Regions from separate parts of the Mus musculus genome. Here region 1 is linked to region 2. The links are chromatin contacts, called in public Hi-C maps. All regions are on one chromosome and are shown on one strand. The core of a region is the stretch at or near the end of the contact, and the rest is flanking DNA. Distances in the headings are between cores, read along the strand shown.

The links. A called contact is a pair of places that touch in the nucleus more often than the background predicts.
Region 1: a Hi-C map of muscle stem cells shows a contact between it and region 2, with 1.7 times the contacts expected there. The contact joins two enhancer-like sites. A contact is called at or near these places in 10 of 484 Hi-C or Micro-C datasets (brown adipocytes, cerebellar granule neurons, cortical neurons and 6 more), 2 of 115 datasets of contacts at active chromatin or transcription factors (both in embryonic stem cells) and 2 of 9 other capture datasets (adipose tissue and pancreatic islet).

The regions. Positions count from the first base shown.
Region 1 is chr17:30,229,385-30,233,695 of GRCm38.p6, reverse strand. All of the region lies in intron 9 of Btbd9 (BTB (POZ) domain containing 9), which reads left to right. Among named protein-coding and RNA genes, the nearest start is that of Zfand3, 230 kb to the right of the region's middle. Within about 2 kb of position 2,430, at least 4 of the 459 cell types and tissues checked have an H3K27ac peak or open chromatin away from gene starts, as enhancers often do. A contact at or near this core is called in muscle stem cells, where this site is marked.
Region 2 is chr17:30,293,959-30,298,137 of GRCm38.p6, reverse strand. All of the region lies in intron 8 of Btbd9 (BTB (POZ) domain containing 9), which reads left to right. Among named protein-coding and RNA genes, the nearest start is that of Btbd9, 280 kb to the left of the region's middle. Within about 2 kb of position 1,452, at least 14 of the 459 cell types and tissues checked have an H3K27ac peak or open chromatin away from gene starts, as enhancers often do. A contact at or near this core is called in muscle stem cells, where this site is marked.

The sequences.
Region 1 (4,311 bases), core at 1,181-3,680, 65 kb after region 2:
GCCATGGAGGTACCTTGTTTAAGATGTTAATGCAAGTGACTGTCTTCTGTCATACTCGCCGGGCAGTTTGGCTGGGAACTGGCTACTCCGTGAGCATGGGAAGGAAGGGCCCCCCATCTTATGACGCAGGATGTCTGATTCCATCTGCAGCTGACCTGCTGTCACCCTCTCTAGCGACACTGGCGAGCTTTGGTGTGAATGTTCCTTACTACGTGCCTACGGGGAACAACTCCATCCTGTGTGCCAGGGAGGGCCCTGCCTGCCTGCCTGCCTGCCTGCCTGCCTGCCTGCCTGCCGTGCCTCCCCAGCTGGACTCTCCTCTTCTCTCACAGGAGCGTCTGACTGTATTGTGGCTTTCCTGTTCTGCTTCCTTCTGCTCTTCCTTTGCCTCTGTTATTCCCGAGAAATTTCCTCCACTTAAGTCTTCTAACCTCTTCGTTTAATTATTTATTTCAGCTGGTGTTCTTAATTTGCAGAAATATTTTCTTGTTTCAAAACAGCTCTCTTCATATCATTTTATTATTTCAGGGGAATCATGCTTTATTTTCTGTGAGGATAGCGGTTTTGTTGTACGGATTAAGTCATATCTATACCCACTGAGTCATTTTCTTCTCTGTTTGCCTCCAGCCTTTATGTACAGTCTTTTCTTGCTGGTGCTTGACAGATTGTTCACCTTTAAACAGCTTACATTGAGAAAGCTAGCTGGAAGTGTTCTGTCTGCAGATGGTCCTGTGGACACGTTCACAGTTACCAGGCAGGGCCTACTGTGTCCCTGGGAGACCCCTGCCACGCAGCCCGGACAGCACATCACTGCCTCCTGGTGGCTTTTTACTGGGATGCTTTTTGACCTGGGTATGACCAACTCCATTACATATACAGGGTGGGAGCTCAGCTGCCTCTACAGGGAGTCCCTAGTCATCTGTATCATCTGGGCAGCACCCCTTGGTTTCTCACACTGCTGGATTTTGCCAATGGTTCGCCTTTAACTGGGATCAGCTGGTGTCTGTTGCACCATAAGAATACAAGCTCCTAGAGAATGGGGGACCAGGAAATCCCACAGCTTGCTTATCCTGTCCTGCCTCAGCTCTCTATGGGGTTCACAGCACTGCCTTACTCCCAGACAAGTGTGGGTCCCAGAGCCAGGTGACAGAGTGGCTGTGACCCACACTTGTCACTCCTGTTGATGGGCTCTCATTGGGCCCTATTTTAGATCTCCGACTTGATATCCGTGATGGTTTGTAATCCTCACTCCTCAGCAGGGGCTTTAGAAAGATTGTCTTAAGCTCTTGTTTTCTGACTTGTTTAATCAGTACTGTGGAAACATCGCTTTCCTTTCTGAAGCTTGTGTGTGTGTGTGTGTGTGTGTGTGTGTGTGTGTGTGTGTGCACGCACGCGAGCACCCGTGCATTCGTGTGCGTGCATATGCATGTGTTGCTTACACCCTTGTGCATGTAGAAATCAAAAGAGAGCTTATAGGAGTCCTTTCTCCCCTTCCTGAGTTGCAGACTTAGCGTCATTACCCACTGAACCATCACTGCTCCAATAGAGCAGCAGAGAATCGTTCTCTCTCTCTGGTTTTTTGTTTTTTTTTTTTTTTTTTTTTTTTTTTTTTTTGGTGTTTTGAGACAGAGTTTCTCTGTGTAGCCCTGGCTGTCCTGGAACTCACTTTGTAGACCAGGCTGGCTTCGAACTCAGAAATCCGCCTGCCTCTGCCTCCCAATTGCCGGGATTAAAGGCGTGCGCCACCACTGCCTGGCTGGGATTTTTGATAGGTCATAAATCTCAAGTGAAGACCACATCTGTTTTCTGGCCCATTGCTCCTGTTCAGATCCTTCATCCAAGCCTAGATAATGCAGTCACAAATGTGTCCTCACCCAGGACAGGGAACCACCAAAGCCAGCATGGTGAACCAATGAGTTTTATTGGGGTTACTGCAGGAGCAGAAATGACTCAAAGACAGCTGCATCACCAGCTCCAGAGTAGTTGCCAGCTCACAGAGCTGGGAACCTGGAGTTCACTGCACAGCCAGTGGGCAGCTCAACAGGCTGGAGAATGTCTTTTCCAGACAGCTGAGGCAATCTGAGCCTCTTCTAGGCAGCTGAGTCTTCCAGTCAGTGTCTCTGATCAGTCCTTTCTGATTTATACACTCAGAGAGGGAAGGACCCTTTGAATCTGGTCAGTTTCAGGGATTTCCTGAAGCCTTTGAGTCGGTTACTTCCTGAACTTGAGCTTCCCTGAGGATGGAACTTAGAACTTCCCTCCAAGATGGAGGTTTGAAAGAATCGCTGCCCATCAACCTAGTTCTGGTTAGGGGAGCCATCGTGTCCCTTCCTGAGATGTGCTGCCCAGGCAGTGTGTCATCATGGCCATGAAGCCTATGGGAATGGCCCAGCCTCGGCTGGTCTGGCATCACGGTGCTGGGGTTTTTGCTTCTATGAGATCTTACTCCAAGCAGTGTTCTCTGAGGTCACACCGCAGTTATAAACAAGGCTCGAGTAACATTCCAAACCCCCCGTTTCCTCTCGGGGATTCACTGGAAGTTATTTTGACAAAGTCTAGGGAACACTCTGGAAGCTGGTGCAGGGCGGGGGTGGGGTGCTCATCTCTGAGTGCCCTGAGTGGGCTTCTTCCCACTTTGCTCTCTGGATCGGTGTCTGGTTCTGGTGGCAATGAGATCATATATTCAACTCTCAGGCCGTGTTAGTGGAAATGAAGTCTAATGTGATTAGATACTAATGCAATGTAATGGAGGATTGGTATTAAATTGAGACCTTCTGATCTTATTACTCCACAAACTCTGGCTCCCTCCTGATCAGCCGTTGCCCTGCCCAGAGCCCCAGGCCAGGCAGAAGCTGAAATGAAGAGAAGAGGGCACCTGTCTGCCAAGGACACTTAACAGGCTTTCGCTCAGGAGCTCCAGCAGAGGCACAGGTCTGACACTGGGCCTGCCTACAAGCCTGGAATCCTGGGCTCTGTGGGGCCTGGGAGGGCTCACATGCAGTCTTTACTTTAAGTCCAAAGTCTCTGGAGCAATGAGGCGCAGGGCTAGAAATACCCCTCCCACCCTGTCCTCCAAATGAGACCCAATGAAGGCTACAGCTGTTGTGTGTCCCAATCCCGGCCAGCTGGAACGTGTACCCAACCAACCTCCTTTAGGGCTGAGGCCAGAGTTCTGATGCCTCACACAGTCCCTAAATGCTAGGCTCAGAGCCACACTTGTGGGACCCCACAGCCATGCAGACTTCTCCTCACATGCAGTGTCCCATAGGAAAGTGAGAACTCACACCCACACCCACACGTGCACACACTGGGAAGCAGGGCAGAGAGGCGTGGGGGGGGGGAGGGCAGGTGAGTTGTCTTTATGTGTGAGTAATAGTGTTTTTACAGAGAGAGTAATTTTTCTTACTCTGTTTTCAAAAACCTGCTTCCAGAGGCAGAGGCTCTGTGCACAGGATGGTAATGACTTTTTAATGACCTTAAGAGGACTGGTGTCCGGGCAGCAGTGAATCCGGCTCAGTGGGAGGCGCATGGGGAGAAGGAAGATGGAGCACCTGAAACCAAGTGGGGAAGACCAACTGCAGATACATATATTTCCTTTGCTAGTATTGCTTGGTAATTAGACAATTACAGGAAACAGCTTCACAGCAGCTGGCATTTCCACAGTGGGAGGAGGGACGGCAGCAACCGTGGGCTCCTCACATGGATGATAGAAGACAGGACGGGAGCTTGCAGGCACAGTACATCCCATGAGGGCAGGAGCAGGGCTCCACCTGCGTGCCTAGTGGCTTCTAGGGAGCTAGTTCAGCCCAGACAGAGGAGGAGGACTTGTCTTTAGACTGTCTGTCTGGGTTGCAGCTGGGATGATGGTGACAGTCAATGGGTGATGTGCTTGCTGTGTGACCCTGAGGAGCCAAGCTTGGATCCTAGCACCCACTTAAAAGCCAGGCATAGCAGTGCATGCCTGAACTCCATGCTGCTGTGCAGGGAGGCAGGCAAGAGTCTGGAGCTCACTAGCTAGCTGGTCTCACTGAAAGGCAAGTTCTAGGTTCAGCGAAAGACATCTCCAACAGTAGGGTGGACTGGACGGCAATAGAGGCCTTAGACCCCTGACCTCCCTGTGCACATGAGCACTACACACTCATGGGAAGAGAAAATAAACACTGGAGGCTGCCAGAGCTGGGCAGTTCTGAAGGACTGTGGGGCTGTATCTGCAAGCTGCAAAGGTTGGAGCCTTGCTGTGCACCTGCCTGCCTGGGGACCAGCTCTGGCGTGGAAGTGAGCCCTGCAGCTCCAAGCTCAAGCATAGAACCT
Region 2 (4,179 bases), core at 203-2,702:
CACCTATTTGGGACTTCAATTTTCTCTTTATTATGTTTGTTCTGCCATTTCTAATTTGAGGGCCAGTCTCCTTACCAATGAAGATGGAAGCAAACAGGCAACTTAGTACCTCTGTCCACTCTCCTTTAATGGCTTCTGAATCTCATTTGCTCACCTAGTACCGGACACCCTTCCTCTGCACCCCAGTGTCTGTGTCCATGTGTCTTAGACCAAGGCAGCTAAAATGAAATTCCATTGTCCTTTCTTCCCGCCCCACTTACCTCGCCTCAGCTCTCTCCCAGGATTCGCAGTCAGGGCAGTGGCTCCACACAGCTTTGCAGCAAGCCAAAGCCACAAGGCCTTCCCTGGCTTTGCTGCCCTCTCTTATTGCCCCCACTGCCCTGAAGTTCCAGCAGTGCTGCCTCCTAAGAACTCCCAGAGCTCTCTGTCTCCTGTGTCCCATGGTGGTGTCCGAGTGAAACCTCTGCAGTGTCACTTCTCTACCCGCTTCGCCACGTGACCCTCTCTTCCCACCACACCACTCCTGACTCCACTTCCCTAAGCAGGGGTGGCAAGCCCCAGGGACTGCCCTGTTAGAGACTCTTACAGCCTGGCCTCTGGTGTCTCGTCCTCAGGCCGCCCGAGCTGCTATGGTCAGGCTGTGCCTTTGCTATCCCATCATGTTGATCTCATCACGTACAATCTTACTCCCTTTGTACTCCCTCTTGGCTATTCCAGAATCCATTGTGGGAATAGTGGTCCAGCCTCCCATCATCCTCTGCGCCTCACTTAGTGAGGTTTCTATTGATCTGATAAAATACCATGGCTGAGAGCAACTGGGGATTAAAGGATTAATATCAGCTTCCAACTCTTGGGTCACACTGCATCACCCAGGGAAGTCTGGGCAGGAACCTTGAGGCAGGAACTGGAGAAGAGTCCACAGAGAGATGCTGTCTATGACTTGCTCCTCATGGCTTGCTCAGCTGCTTTTTTATACAACTTAGATCACTGGCCCAAGGGTAGTACTGCCCACAATGGGATGGCCTTCCCACGTCATTTGGTTATTAAGAAAATGTCCCACTGGGCAGTGATGGCGCATGCCTTTGATCCCAGCACTTGGGAGGCAGAGGCAGGCAGATTTCTGAGTTCGAGGCCAGCCTGGTCTACAGAGTGAGTTCCAGGACAGCCAGGGTTACACAGAGAAACCCTGTCTCGGAGAAAACAAAAAACAAAAAAAGAAAAGAAAATGTCCCAAAGGCACATCCACAGGCACCCATGTCCCCATCAGGCACCCCCACCAGCTGCAGAGCTCCTGTGTTGATTGTTACCTTGTTGACTCCCCCAGCCTTGCCTGCTTGCTGCATGAGGCCTGAGACAGCTCAGAGTTAAGTTTTGCTCTTAACAGGGTGAGTGTGCCCTGAGGTAGTCTTCCAGACAGAAGGGGATTACAGCAGGTTTAGGAGGAACTTTACAATTTTAGATCCAGCAGATCCCTAGGAGGTGGTTGCCATGGTGATAGCTCAAAGGAACAAGGGCTTGTCCTGGGGCATGACCACCCTGGCCTCCAGTGCTACCAAAGACGTGAATTCTGACTTTCTCAAGAAAAGTGTGTTACTAGGGCTCTGGGCAGGCAGAATGGGCCCACCTGGTCTCATCTAAGTGTGGGATGAAAATGGTTCCTGCAAACAATTTCATTTTTCCTGACTCAGAGGAGAGATGATGAGCAGGCACACAACCAGAGGCAGAATTGTATATCTCAGCACAGTGTGGCGCCTCTAACTTCCTGAAGGCCAGCTATTGTTTCTCCAGTAAGAAAATCCATTCAACCGGAGTGCTGTCTAACTAGCCAAGCATTCAGAGAGACACGTCTCGGTGAAGCTAACATTATGTTGTCAGGGACTGCATTTGCCTCTTCTGTGACATTATTAAGAGGAAAGGGAGGAGGTTTCCTGGCCACCAATGCCCGTGGACAACACTGGGTATCTTGGCAGGCTGCAGTTACGGCGGATGATGTACCCAGATAGACGTTTATTGATGTGAAACTAGATCAGTGGCCCCTTTCCCTGGGGATGGGTAATGGACCAGCTGTGGGTTGATTAGTCAGTAGCACTTGACCCACAGCTTCCACTGCTCATGATAACAAACTGGCTTTCCTAGTCACTGTGTCTGTAGCCACCCACAGTGCAAGTGCTACCAAGCCCAGAGTCGTGCTCCACAGAGAGGAGATTGCAGAGCTGGGAGCCTAGAAACCCACCTCCCTCTATCACATAAGCTTTGAAAACACATCTCTTTTCAGTTGGGGACTTCTCAGGCAAAGGTCTTCATTGTTGATGTTCATAATTCTTCTTGTGGTATGTAGTGTGCTATGGATAAGATCGTTCATTCTTTCCTTGCCCTTTGGCTGGGCAGGCAGGCAGGCAGAGCCAGGTTTCCTGGCAGAGAGAGTGCTTGGTCCTGTTAGTGTGCCTGACATGGGTAAGTGCCTGTGACACATCGTGGGAGGGCAGCTGGAGAGATGATCTCCACTCCCCCGTCCCTTCATTTTCTTTCATTCATTCAACAAACATCTTTTTTTCTTTGGATCATATCCTGTGGTAGATGCTAAGGAGTACTGCATTGAGTGGAGAAGCCAAGCACTGCATGCTCTTGGAGCTGGCACTGAGGACAGACAGACACAAGCAGGAAACAAGCATGCTTACAGTATGCTAAGCTCTTGGAAGTCAGGAGGAGGGGAGGAAGAGGAGGAGACAGAAGGGAGAGACAGTTGCGTTTCAGACTGGGTGGTCAGAGAAGGTTCTCTGAGAAGGAATGTTCGCAGAGCTGAAGGATGGTAAAGGAAGCACCATGGAGACTCAAGGAAGGTACTGAAGACAAGGTGCCAGGGACTGGAGAGGGGAGAGAACAGGAGGCAAGGCCTGGGAGATTGGGGGTGACAGCCAAGAGGAGCTCTGTTGCAGTCTCTGCACTCAGCACCCGGACCCCCTCCTCCCCATCACAGACTCCCATCACAGGCCTGTCATGGGAGAAGAAGAGCTGGGAGCCTGGCAGCAGGGCCGGCCCTGAGGTGCCTTCTCTGCTCTGCCTCCTGCTTCAGCTTCCAGGGGTTACCTTTGGTAGGACACGCCCCCAAGGCTGTGTGACAGCAAATGAAGCATCTGGTCCTTGTTGCCTGGCTCTCAGGCAGCCAGAACTTACTCACTTTTAGGGGAAAGAGAAATTACCTGGAATGTGCCCTAGAAGTAGGTAATTGAGCAGTAATTATATCATTTCCATGCCATTTTAAAAACATTAAAATTTAAATAACAGGAAATCTTCAGAGGCCTGACCACATAAAAAGCCCAGGCTAGAGTCATAATAACTAACCAGATCTGTTGTGTCTTAGTTTATAGTCCCTCTTCACCTTAGTGTAAGACTGATCATCTGCCTGCTTGCTGATGGAGATACTGTGTAAAGAGTCCTCAGGTCTGGGAGGGAGACCAAGTACACTCTGCACCCAACTCACTGAACGCCCCCTGCCTCTCCAGCTAATGGATGGCAGGCTTCACTGAAACCTGAAATGTAAGATAATCAGCTAAATTAACAATGTTTATATTAGCTTGGAAAGAAAGGTTTTGTAATTGACGCATACATGGGGTAGTGTAAGTAAAGTGCACGCACGTTGTTCTAAATAACAAACTTAATTGTAAGTAAATAGGCTGCCCAAGGAGGCCCAGTGTCAATAGATGGACCTAAATAAACCCAGATTAAGGAGTAAATGACCCAAGAACACTGTCCTCAGTTGGAATATATACATGTATACAGCAAGGTTAAGACTGAAGGGGCTAGCCCAGAGGAGCTATAGCTGTCTTCAGCCACACCAGAAGAGAGCATCAGATTCCATTACAGATGGTTGTGAGCCGTCATGTGGCTGCTGGAAATTGAACTCAGGGCCTCCTAACTGCTGAGCCGTCTCTCCAGCCCCCCAGAGGATATTCTTGATGGGTCTATGATGAAGCTCTTTTTGTTTTTTAATAGCGAAAAAAACCCACAGACCTGCCCCCCGTACAAGATAATGCCGCACAGAATGACTGAAACACCGCTGTGCCCTGCGGTGATTACACACAGGTGAAAATACTAGCAAAGGAAAGGGAAGCGTGTAAAGAAAGGCTCACACGTGTGGTGTGGCCTTAGAGCCTGTTTGCCTTTTTCCCTGAACAGTTA